Regions from separate parts of the Mus musculus genome. Here region 2 is linked to region 1. The links are chromatin contacts, called in public promoter capture Hi-C maps. All regions are on one chromosome and are shown on one strand. Each heading gives the region's core, a stretch centred on a gene start, on an enhancer-like site or on the middle of the called end of the contact. The rest is flanking DNA. Distances are from core to core; before and after follow the strand shown.

Region 1 (5,631 bases), core at 1,982-4,481:
TTCCCGGCTTGATACTGACCGAGGCCTCACTACTCCTATGAAAGCAAAAAACTGGAGTGCCCAAGGAAAATCACAAGTGAAACCCCTAATTCCTGCCTAATTCCTGGGGTGATAACTGCCAACCACTGGCTAGGCTAGTCCTGTAACTTCCAGACCAAGCTGCCACCTCACCCTGTCCAAGTCTGGGTGGACCAAGGCCACATAGTCATTGCAGGTGGTGACATTGCCAAGGGCCGAGAGCCGCTCCTCCACCCGCCGTATCTGCACGGAGTCAGGCAGGCTGTTGCGGATGTGCTGCAGCTCCTGGTCGGTGGTGTTGTTGGGTACCAGGAGCCCATGCCTGTTCCCTGAAGAGAACAAAATTGCACAGTGGGATAAATACACCCTGAGTACAAGAACGGCTTCCCAGGATGCCACCCATTCTAGCCCAACTAGCTTCCTAGGAGAACGCTAAGCCAACCCCAGTCCTTCAACTACAGATCCATATATGAACCATGGTCGCCTAAGCAGGCCTCAGGTGGCCAGAAATATATCCCAACAAATACCACCCACCTCACTGTTACCAACTAGGGATTGGGGGAGCTCCGGACGAGCAGGAAGGTTCTTGGCATTAATAATACATTTTGCTAACACTACACACCTACCTAAATTGCTAAACATTTTCAAAGACCATCAATATCAAATGCTAGCAATAATACGTGGAACAACTCTATGCTCTGACAAGAGTATACAAGGGCCATCCACTTAAGATATTACTGGTAGCATCTACTATACTAAATGGTCATATATCCTGTGACTATTCAACTCTACTTATAGGTATTATATATCCAAAAGTAATACGGACATATGTTCATATTTACACAGTAGTACTAGTCTTTTTTTGTTTGTTTGTGGTTTTTTTTTTTTTTTTTTTTTTTTTTTTTGAGACAGGGTTTCTCTGTGTAGCCCTGGCTGTCCTGGAATTCACTCTGTAGACCAGGCTGGCCTCGAACTCAGAAATCCACCTGCCTCTGCCTTCCAAGTGCTGGGATTAAAGGCATGCGCTACCACTGCCTGGCCAGTAGTACTAGTCTTAAGACACCAAACTATAAATTGTCTAAATACTCATTAACGTAAGAATGGCATTTTTAAACCGGGTGTGGTGGCGCCCACCTTTAATCCCAGCACTTGGGAGGCAGAGGCAGGTGGATTTCTGAGTTCGAGGCCAGCCTGGTCTACAAAGTGAGTTCCAGGACAGCCAGAGCTATACAGAGAAACCCTGTCTCGAAATACCAAAAAAAAAAAAAAAAAAAAAAAGAATGGCATTTTTATACAAAGCATTCAACATTACACTATGACTACAGGCAAGCGTCTGCCTAGCCTGAGCCACAGTTCTCAATTTCTGAACCTCACGTTACGTTCCTTAAAACAGAACAAAGACCAGACTAAAATCTCTCATGTCGTGTCAGAATTCATTTCATAAGGACACAGTTAAAAGACCAGGATGTTTTATTATCAGAGATTAATGTAAATGAGAAACCATGTAGAGTCACCACCCATGCTTAACGATTAAAAAAAAAATGTTTTTAGGTAAATACATAAAAGCCTGAACCAAGAAACTAAGAGTGTAGCAATGGGGCACAGTGCCAGGTGAAAGGACTGCAAAGGCATAATGGCACACACCTACTAATCCCCAAACCTGGGAGGTAGATGAAGGTGTATCAAGAATTCTAGGTCATTCTTAGCTACAGGGACAGTGCAGCTAAGGCCAGAGTGTGGGGGGATAAAAGGAAAAGTCGGGAGCCACTCAACACTCGAGTTGTAGTTAGAAATTGTAAGAATTAGCCTGGTGTGATGGCGCACGCCTTTAATCCCAGCACTCAGGAGGCAGACGCAGGCGGATTTCTGAGTTCAAGGCCAGCCTGGTCTACAAAGTGAGTTCCAGGACAGCCAGGGCCATACAGAGAAACCCTGTCTCGAAAAAAACAAAAAAAAAACAAACAAAAAAAGAAATTGTAAGAATTAAATGCAGCTGAACAGGGTGACCTGGGACCTTAGTTATTTCCTGAGGGAGAAACTGATGCTCAAAAACAAGAAGCAACTTGTTCATATTCAGAGGCAGGAGAGAGATGCAAATCCTCTCCTCCGCCCTTAGGTGTGGGACTCTGTAAGTCACATAGTTCCGAGCGACAACCCATGCTTTCCAGTATCCCTGTGAAGGAAAAACGAGACCAAGAATGATAGCCAGCACTTAATGGTATTTCGCTCCGGCTACTCTCAAGTCTGAGAGACAGTGTTCTTGATCTGCAGTTCGAGTCCCACACACCCGTCAGATTCCAAAGTCCACTGGGCCCGAAAGCCTGGGAATCCCCCGATCACTGGGGGTAAGCTCCAGGAAACTAATGACTCAGAGTGCTTCGCTGTGTCCCTCGGCGTCTTCCACCCGCCTTACCCACACACATGCGCCCGATGATTCGGCAGCCGGCGATGGATGCGTGCACCACGGGAATGGCATCGGAGAGCTCACCCTCGAACACACTGTAGAAACACGGATTCGCTGCTTACTGGGGTGGGTCGCTCTTTTCAGACCTCTCGCTCTCCGCCTCCCTTCCCTTCCCGCCCCGGCGGCTCGGGACCAGAAGCTCTCGCCTCACCTATAGAAGTTCTCTGAGCCTCCGATGGCCACCAGGCAGTAGGCGTTTGTGAGTTTGGCAAAACAACCGACCTCACAGTTGTTCTCGAACGACGCTCTGACCGCCATGAGAGAGGCTGGGGGGCAGCACGACTGCGGGTTCTGGGCCGACAGATCCACTCCGGAGCCGGGTCAACCAGCCTCGCCTCCTCAAACCCCGCCCTCTCGGGCCCCTCAGATGCCCGGGCGTGCGGACGGATCCCTCCTGGCTCTCCTGCCCCAAGTCCTCTCGCCCTGCGACCCGGAACTGACTTTTGCCGCCCAGAGTCCCAACAGCTCACCAAGCGACTCCAATGTCTACACGCTGCAACAACTTCTCCCGTAACTAGCTTTCCGTTTCCGCCTCCTCCCAGGCCCGCTTCCGGGAGCGCGCAGGAGCCGGGCGGAGCTGCTGGTCACTCTAGCCCCACCCTTTGGGAGGACTCGATGGTTACTAGGTGACTCCGCCCGACCCCGCCTCCTGCACGTTTTCTTGCTTTAGGTTTTTGGCTTCACCTCCTAGTGGGTCTTTTTAGAAGGAATAATCAATCAAACCTGAGGCTGGGCAAATGAAAAGATGAGGAAATGAGGAACCGGTGTTGTCTGGTTGGAGCTGGATTGATTGGAGGGCTTTATTTACCGAGTAAGGACGGGAAAAGGGCGGATTTGAGAAAGAGGATAATCACACCCCGGCCACGCGGACGGAAGTGGGAATCTGGACCAGTGGCAAGGGTCAAGGGTTGAAGATTGAAATTTGGCATAGAGATCAACCAAGAGACCAGGATAAAGTGGTTGGAGGAGGCATAAGAACCATAGGCTGAAGAAGACAATGGAGACGGGGAAATGTGTTACGGAGAGATTGGAGGAGAAAGGGTTCTAGGGTAAGCAAAGATCTGAGAGCTGACTTGCTTCCTTGATGTGTTTATCACGCAGTTTATCACCCCATCAGCAGCCCTGGGGATAGTGGTATGGCCCATTTTCATAGAATAAACTTGTCTCAACTAGTGTAGAATATACAAAAGTCCCCAGGGTGTCTCAGAATGCCACAGTGGAAGGTAAAAGGAGCAGAGAATCACTTACCGCAGACTGTCTTATGCCATTCATTCTTCTCCAAGAAGATCTGATCTGAAAGGGGCATAAATGGCGCGGCGCCCTTTCCCCAGCCCCATCATACAGTCCCATAACCGAGAACACATCAGATTGCTACGGGGTCTAGCCACAATTGCCTTTATTGATTAGTACCATGCACAGTCTCCTGCAGGTGCTAAGTTCAGGAGAAAGACCCATGACCAGCTGCAGCCCGAGCTTCCAGAGACATTCAGCAAGGTGGTCTGTGTGTTTGTGTCTAAGTGTTCAACTACGTGCTCTGCTTATCTCCCCCAGCTCACCCCAGATCCGCTCATTGAGCCCCACACCACTCTCTGGCTTACTCTACCAAGAACTCTTAACTCTCCTCCACCTGGCTCTCCCCCTGTCCTTCAAGACCAGCCTCCAAGTCAGCCTCTCTCTGATAAGCTTTGTCGATCGCTCTACTATCTCCATGACCCTCTGTCCCTAATACAGTTTTCATCTAATACATCTGTCTTGTTCTCTGAGGTTTGTGCTTTTAAGCTTCAGCCCTCAGAATCTGCATCTAAGTAGCCTTTCGGCTCTAGGGAATGTTCAGGGTGAGGTTGTGAGCACAGCTTGGTGCAGAGTTAGGATGAAGAGTCATATGTGTATTTATAGTTTCTGAGTCTCAGGGGGGCTCTGCAGTGTGTACTAGAAGCTTGAATTTTCTGTGGCCATTCATTTAGGCAGACCATATTGATTATGTACCTGCAACAGAAGTTTTATTTTTGAGTTAATCAGAGAGCTCTGTATACTCGCTCTATGCATCTATGGGTGTACCTAGTCATTGTTCTCTGTGTACTGTACGGGCATCTGAAACATCCTTGTAGTGTCCATGTTTTATGTACATAGAAACACAGGAACTGCAGATTCTATGTGTTGTGTCTGGGCAAACAAAATTCAGATTTAGAGCCAGAGGACAATGGACTGGCAGAATTCCCTAACCTGTCACTTGATTGGATCTTCCTCCAAATTAACCATCCAAGCTCTGGACTTCAGTGCCCATTCTTATAAAATGGGAAGAATATCAATCGTCTGTTCTCTTTGGCCTCTGTGACAGAAGCAAGATGTCAAAAATGAGCATCATCCTTTGGAAGGCATCACAATAAGGCACAAACCTCGGCGCTGCCTCTGTGGCTCTAAGGCGACCACCTTCAGAAGTTGACCTGTGGAGAATGTGGCTGTCCTACCAAGTGTAAGAGGAAGTATAACGGGAGCGCCAAGGCCAAGAGACCAAACACTACTGGGGACTGGGCGGTCAGGAACATAAATTTGTCTGTCACAGATTCAGACTCGGATTCTGTGATGGAGCATCCCCAAACAGGGCAGCCACTGCAGCAGTCTGTTCATCTTGAGGATTTTCTACCAGTCTAGTTGCAAAGGCTTTTGAAAAATGGGAAGAATAATACTTGATACATCTATATACCAACAAGAGGTTCTATCTAGAGAAGATGGAGAATGACAATAACTGGTGTGACGTGTCCAACCCCAAACATACAGGAAACACTCAGTAACTGTGGTGTGTTCAGGTGTGTGTGTGTGTGTGTGTGTGTGTGTGTGTGTGTGTGTGTGTGTAAAAGAGTCTTGAGACCAGGAAGTTTTTGGCCTGGGCTGCTAGATGGCCCCCTTCTTTATGCAGCACCCCAGCTTCATACTCTCACACTCCAGACTTGAACCTGAGCATGTCGTCTCTGGATGGAGGGAGGATCTGTCCCTGCAAGGGGCAGGGCTAGGACTCAAAGCGACTTCGGAGCTGCTTGAATTTGGACTTGTTGTATTTAGTGATGAGGTCCAGTTTGCTGTGGCCCAAGGTCAGCCGTTTCTCAGGTGCAAACAGGTCATTGCTACTACCATTCTGATGGCCACTCACG
Region 2 (5,631 bases), core at 1,286-3,785, 350 kb after region 1:
AAGTCATTTTGAGTTTTATTCCATGTGCTATTGTCCCTTTTGTCGGTACCATGGCTCTATTTCTGCCTAAGCCCCAAGTGGCCATGCTAGCAGCCAGCCACTATCGATTTCCTGTGACCGATGCCATTCCTGAGATCTTCGCCCATTTCCGTTGGAGGGTTGGGACTGTAAGAGCTTGATGCCACCTCTGTCACACATCTCGCCCTGAAGCAAACAGGGATTCACACTGCTTTAGTAATGTTGACTCCCAAGAACCCAAGAAAAGTTAATTAATAATCCACCAGTCCAGCCTAAACATTTCCTACTTCCATACCTGTTTACATGGAATTATATCCAAGTTAAACTAAGACAAGAAACATTAAAACAGAAAGTATGGCTTCAAGAGTCTAGCATTACAAAATTACACTATTTAAAGCTATCAGAATTCATCCAAAAGGCACCACATGGTCGTGCTACACTCCAAGACAAATGTATTATTTATAAACGGTTTAAGCGCAATGTTTTTATTCCACAGTTTGAACACATCACCAATAGTAGGATCTCTAAGTTACCAGGCTTAAGGTCTGAGACACCAGTGACAATGCATGCATGCACACTGCTATTTTCACCACCAACTGGTCAAAGAATGAAGAGTGCTGACTTTTACTGTGATACCGAAATGGGTCATATTGTATTACTGGCCAAAATACTTCCTTTCTAGTTTTGAGTGTGAAAAGCTATGGCAGGGCCTAATTAAAAATAAACACTATGGAGAGCAGTAAAACAGTCATCAAGTGACTCTAAGCTGTGATACTGTCTCTTGCTTTTTTTCTTTTCTCTCTTCTGTTCTTTTTCTTGGTTTTTTTTCCTCTTTTTTGCCAATTTCTATTCAGGGATCCAAGAATCTTAATAATTATTAACTGAAAAGCAGATCAATACCTGCCTGTATTCAGGTTTACTATCACCAGTCTTATATCTATTTATATAAAATAAAATTTAAATCTCACCCATTTCTTCTTTCAAGACTTCTAAGATTTACTTGCCAGAGACTGGTTGTAATTTATTATTCTTGGACCCCTGCAGTTTTCCCAAACCACTACATTCACCTTTTTGCTATACCAAACTGGAGCTGGTAATTCTTAGTTGAGTCATTTTACCTAGGGGACCACGGTACAGCGATAAGTCACTCAATTACTACCTTATGATTGACAGTTCACACTGGAATCAAAGGTGAATTCATGGGAGTAGAGGTGAGATATCGTTAGGCAAGTCTACAAAGAGAGATAGATGGGCATTTATTCATCACGCTGAAGTGAAACTACTGCACAATATTATTACATCAATAGCATATATTTACTTTTGTAAGTTACACGTATTGCATCTCTGATAAGGTAATCAAGAGGGCTCCGGGAAGGTTAGTTTACATTTCAGCAGTAGTTTCGTGAATAATGCTAAATTAAGAAATATATTAAAGCTCACTAGCGTGTTTTCTCACCTTCTTGTAAGGGGCCTCAAGCATGGCTTCAATATCAATATCGTCTGCCATTTTCTCTACTCGCCTGGGGAAGAACAAGACAGTCCTGTAAGTACACCTGCAATTCTGCTAAATAATAAAATAAGATAAAATGTCCCCTTGATCTCCCATCCTCAAAGCCTGAGAAAACTCCTTTGAAAGCGCTACGATGGCTAAAATTGTGCGACGCCCATCAGACAAGGCTGCCTTGGGTACGCCAAGTGTCACGTTCCTTGTACCTAAGACAGGAGCAGGACTCCAGGTCGAATTTCAAAAGCCCGCCCGCGAGCGGCTAAAAGCGCCCCCAGGAAGGATGCAGCGGAGCGCTTCCTCACCGCACAAAACCCGCGCTGCCATTTTAGCGGCGGAGGGAGACTCCCTCCGCTGGGAGGGGTTGTGTACCACGGCGGCGTTCCACGGGCGCCATGTTGGGAGGTCGCGACCAGCCCCGGCCCTCGGAAGGACAGATCTTTATCTGACCGAGGTCCCCACGGAGGTCCCGGCCGCTACCAAAAAACGCCCACGACGTCCTTGCCCGAGATGAAGGGCACGGCCGAGGAGAGGTGACCCCACCGTACCGGGAAGGCCCCCTCCCCCTCTGCGCGCCGAGCAAAGCGGCGAAAAGCCTCGGCATCGCGGAGCACCCAGCTCGGGCAGGCGACCCACTCCCCGCCGGCCGCGACGCCCCGTACCTGTGCGGGCTTCCGCGCGCCTGTGCTCGCCACGGGAAGTCGGCTGCCGCCGCCGCCGCCGCTGCTGCTGTCGCTACTGTTAAGCCACTAGGCCCAGGCCGCGGTACCGCCCAACCCGAATATCGGGCCCCGAGGGCGTCTAGGCCCAAGCGAATCTAAAAGAAACAATGGGATTAAAGGAGCCCGCGACGGAGAGCAGGGCAGCGGCTTCGGCAGCTCAGGATCCACCCCTGCGACAGCGTCGGCTAGCTCCCTGAAATGGCGGCCGCTGCTCCTCCGTACTCACAGTCACCAACACATACACACACACAAACACCCGGGGTCTCCCGGAGCCGCAAGCACGGGCTCTCGCGAGAAACTGCCCCGGGTTCCAGACTGGAAAGCACGAACTATCGCGAGATCTCTCACCGCGGCTCCCGGCGACCGTGGCCCAATCTCGCGCAATGATTGCGCCACAGATGATCACAGTTTCCCTTCCCCCAATTCCGAAAGGCTTCTCGGACTCCCCCGCCAGAGCTGCACCCAAGTCTCGCGAGGGTGCGTCCTCTATCGGGCAAAGACAGTTGGTGCCCTGACTGTCAATCTTTGGGAGGATTCCTTGCTGAGTGGTGCATCGTTGCTGTCATCCTGGCTGGTGTCATCTCCTCGCTGGGTGTGAAGGTTTCCCCTCTCAGAGCCGACCCCCACCCCGGACACCCGCCCTCCCACACAGATGGCTGTCAAGGTCGCCATAAGGCAACCTATTATAATACATATGGCTGTGGGCTAAGACAGTCGTGTCCAGACCCACCAGTGGTGAAAACGCATGCAGACAAGAACGAGCTGTACACAGGGGAATGGGAATAAAAAGTACGATTTTCTTGTCGTTTGGTGTCACCAGTTAGATGTGGGCTCGATAGTGAAGCTTCGCAACACCCTTGGAAACCGGAGGCGGTGGCCGGGCTGGGAAGAAACCGCAGTGTGTAGCTTTCTAACCCCTGAATTTAGTCGGGCTCTGAATCGGGGTGGTTTGTGACTTTAAAAGGTCCCCTCACTTTTCCCTAGGATTTTGACTGTGTGAATTTACCGCTTTTGTTTAATTTTTGTTGGATTTTATTTGGTTTGCTTTTTGTGTATTTGGGAGTGGTTAATTCTGTGGTAGAGAAGCTGAGTGATCATTGGAAGGTTTTTTTTTTCTCCCACTTTTACATAATAGAAAACGTTTTGAAATAAAATATCAAACCAGTCTGGAAACCTATCAGCAGCTTAATAATTGAGGGTATAAAAGGTCCAAAATGTCACACCTTGCTTGGTGTAGCCACTCCAACAATGTGACCTTGAGCAAGTAAATTAAGCTCTCCATATATTCCGATTCCTCCTCAAGGGGGGAATATTATAATTAGTAGCAAGGATAAGCTTGACACTAGCCAAGACTGCAAATATTCACTAATTCCCAAGTTTAGCAGGGGATGTATGTCCAGGTGGACTCTCCCTGAAAGCTCGTGAGGAGTAGGAAGAGCATGTGGAATGATGACAGGAAACTTCTTGGGGCTGGCAATGTAATACAGTTGGCAGGTGACTTTTCTAGCATGCCTGGTAGAGCTTGTCTATAGTTATGCACTCAGAAAACAGAAGCAGGGGGATTTCTGTGAATTTGAGGTCAGCCTTATGAGTTCCAAAAAATTTAGCTGATCTGGCTTTCTCTCTCAGATGTGGCACACTGCATGAAATCACTGATAGTTTCCTGCTGAAAGATTAGGCTTTCCAACTTCCCTTGTGGACTACTGAAACTTCTCTGCTCCTATAAGGGGCTACAACCTGTCTTCCTCTATAGGAATGTTAACCATAGGGTGAGTGGTGACAGGGATGCCCCTTCACCCTGAATAAGCAGTGGTCTTGCCTAACTAAGGTCAGACCAAGCCCCTCTCTGTCTTCTATCTCTCTACAGGAGCCCTTAATTAATAGTCCTGTCCTGGGCTGCCAAGTCAAGGACAACGCGTGCCACACAGTAAAAGGCTATGAAAAAGGTAGAAGGGGGACTGGAGAGAAAGGAGTAAGAGCACTGATTTGATTCCCAATACTCACTGGCTGCACACAACTACATTAAGCAGATCTGGTGATGCCTTCTGGTCTCCACAGGCATCAGGTATGCAGGTGGTGCACAGACTACATGCAAGCCAAACACATGCATGTTAAATGTGTATGTGTATGTTAAACAATTTGTTCTTGAAAAGCTAGACTGGGGACTGAAGAGAGAACTCAGCAGTGAGAGGCACTGGCTGCTCTTTTAGAGAGCCAGGGTTCAATTCTCATCACCCAGTGATGGTCCACAATTGTAACTCTAATTCCAAAGGATCCTACACCTTCAAGACACAGACATACATGCAAGCAAAACGTCAATGCATATGAAATAAAAGTAAATCATTAAAATGTTAGTAATAATAAAGTTGAGACTTAGGCCAGGCATGGTGACATATGCTTTAATCCCAGCACTTGGGGACAGAGGCAGGCAGAGCTCTGGGTTGAGACCAGTCTGATCTACAGAGGGAGTTCCAAGACAGCCAGGTCTTACTCAAAAGATGGAAAAGTTATGGCTGGGTGGTGGCAGATCTCTGAGTTCAAGGATAGCTGGTCTATAGAGTTGATACAAAGCTCTAGGTTTAATATTAGCACCTACTAAAGCCAGACTCCAAGGTGCAAGCCTGGATCCAAATGTTCTAGAAATAGGAGGATCAGGAGTTCAAGGTCACCTGACTGACATACTTTGATACTAGCCTGGGCTATTGAGCTGGGTAAGACCCTGTCTCAAACAAAGGACAAAAATGAGGGTGGTAGTAGAAGAGAAATCAAGGGCCAAGGCACATGATGACTGAAAGTCCCTTAAATTGTTGTACGAAGTTCAAAGATGATGGTGGATACCTTTAGTCTCAGTGCTTGGGAGGCAGAGGCAGCCTGGTCTAAACTTCATGTTCCCGTTACAAGATGAGCTACTTAGTGAAATCCTGACTCAAAAACAAACAAAAACAAAAAACAAAAAGCCGGGCGCACACCTTTAGTCCCAGCACTCTGGAGGCAGGGACAGGCAGATTTCTGAGTTCCAGGCCAGCCTGGTCTACAGAGTGAGTTCCAGGACAGCCAGGGCTATACAGAGAAACCCTGTCTCGAAAATAAATAAATAAATAAATAAATAAATAAATAAATAAATAAATAAATAAATAAAACATTCATTCACTTTTTAGGAGAGAAGAAGTAGAGGAAATACAAAATCTCTGAACAACTGGCATATAGAAAATATCAAAAAAATATCACTTTGGGGACATGGTTCAGGGGTTAAGAGCACTGAGTTCAAATCCCAGCAACCTCATGGTAGCTTACAACCATCTGTAATGGGATCTGACACCCTCTTCTGGTGTGTCTGAAGACAGCTACAGTGTTCTCACATACATAAATAAATAATTCGTTAAAAAA

Evidence for each region. Promoter capture Hi-C pulls out the DNA fragments that hold promoters and counts their contacts.
Region 2: a promoter capture Hi-C map of pre-B cells shows a contact between it and region 1, with 2.4 times the contacts expected there. The contact joins the promoter of Rbm39 here to the promoter of Eif6 in region 1. A contact is called at or near these places in 8 of 39 promoter capture datasets (the C10 cell line, erythroid cells, hematopoietic stem and progenitor cells and 5 more), 3 of 484 Hi-C or Micro-C datasets (embryonic stem cells and natural killer cells), 7 of 115 datasets of contacts at active chromatin or transcription factors (the SCID.adh cell line, effector CD8 T cells, embryonic hindbrain and 4 more) and 2 of 9 other capture datasets (liver and macrophages).

Annotation. Positions count from the first base shown.
Region 1 is chr2:155,823,694-155,829,324 of GRCm38.p6, forward strand. Eif6 (eukaryotic translation initiation factor 6) reads right to left here and starts at 3,232. Exons shown (of 6, transcript NM_010579.2): 1 at 2,634-3,232; 2 at 2,432-2,517; 3 at 172-347. The coding sequence starts at 2,740. It overlaps Fam83c (family with sequence similarity 83, member C), which reads right to left. Exons shown (of 4, transcript NM_027788.3): 4 at 5,490-5,631. The coding sequence ends at 5,490.
Region 2 is chr2:156,177,703-156,183,333 of GRCm38.p6, forward strand. It overlaps Rbm39 (RNA binding motif protein 39), which reads right to left and starts at 2,536. Exons shown (of 17, transcript NM_001291114.1): 1 at 2,185-2,536; 2 at 1,475-1,538. The coding sequence starts at 1,525.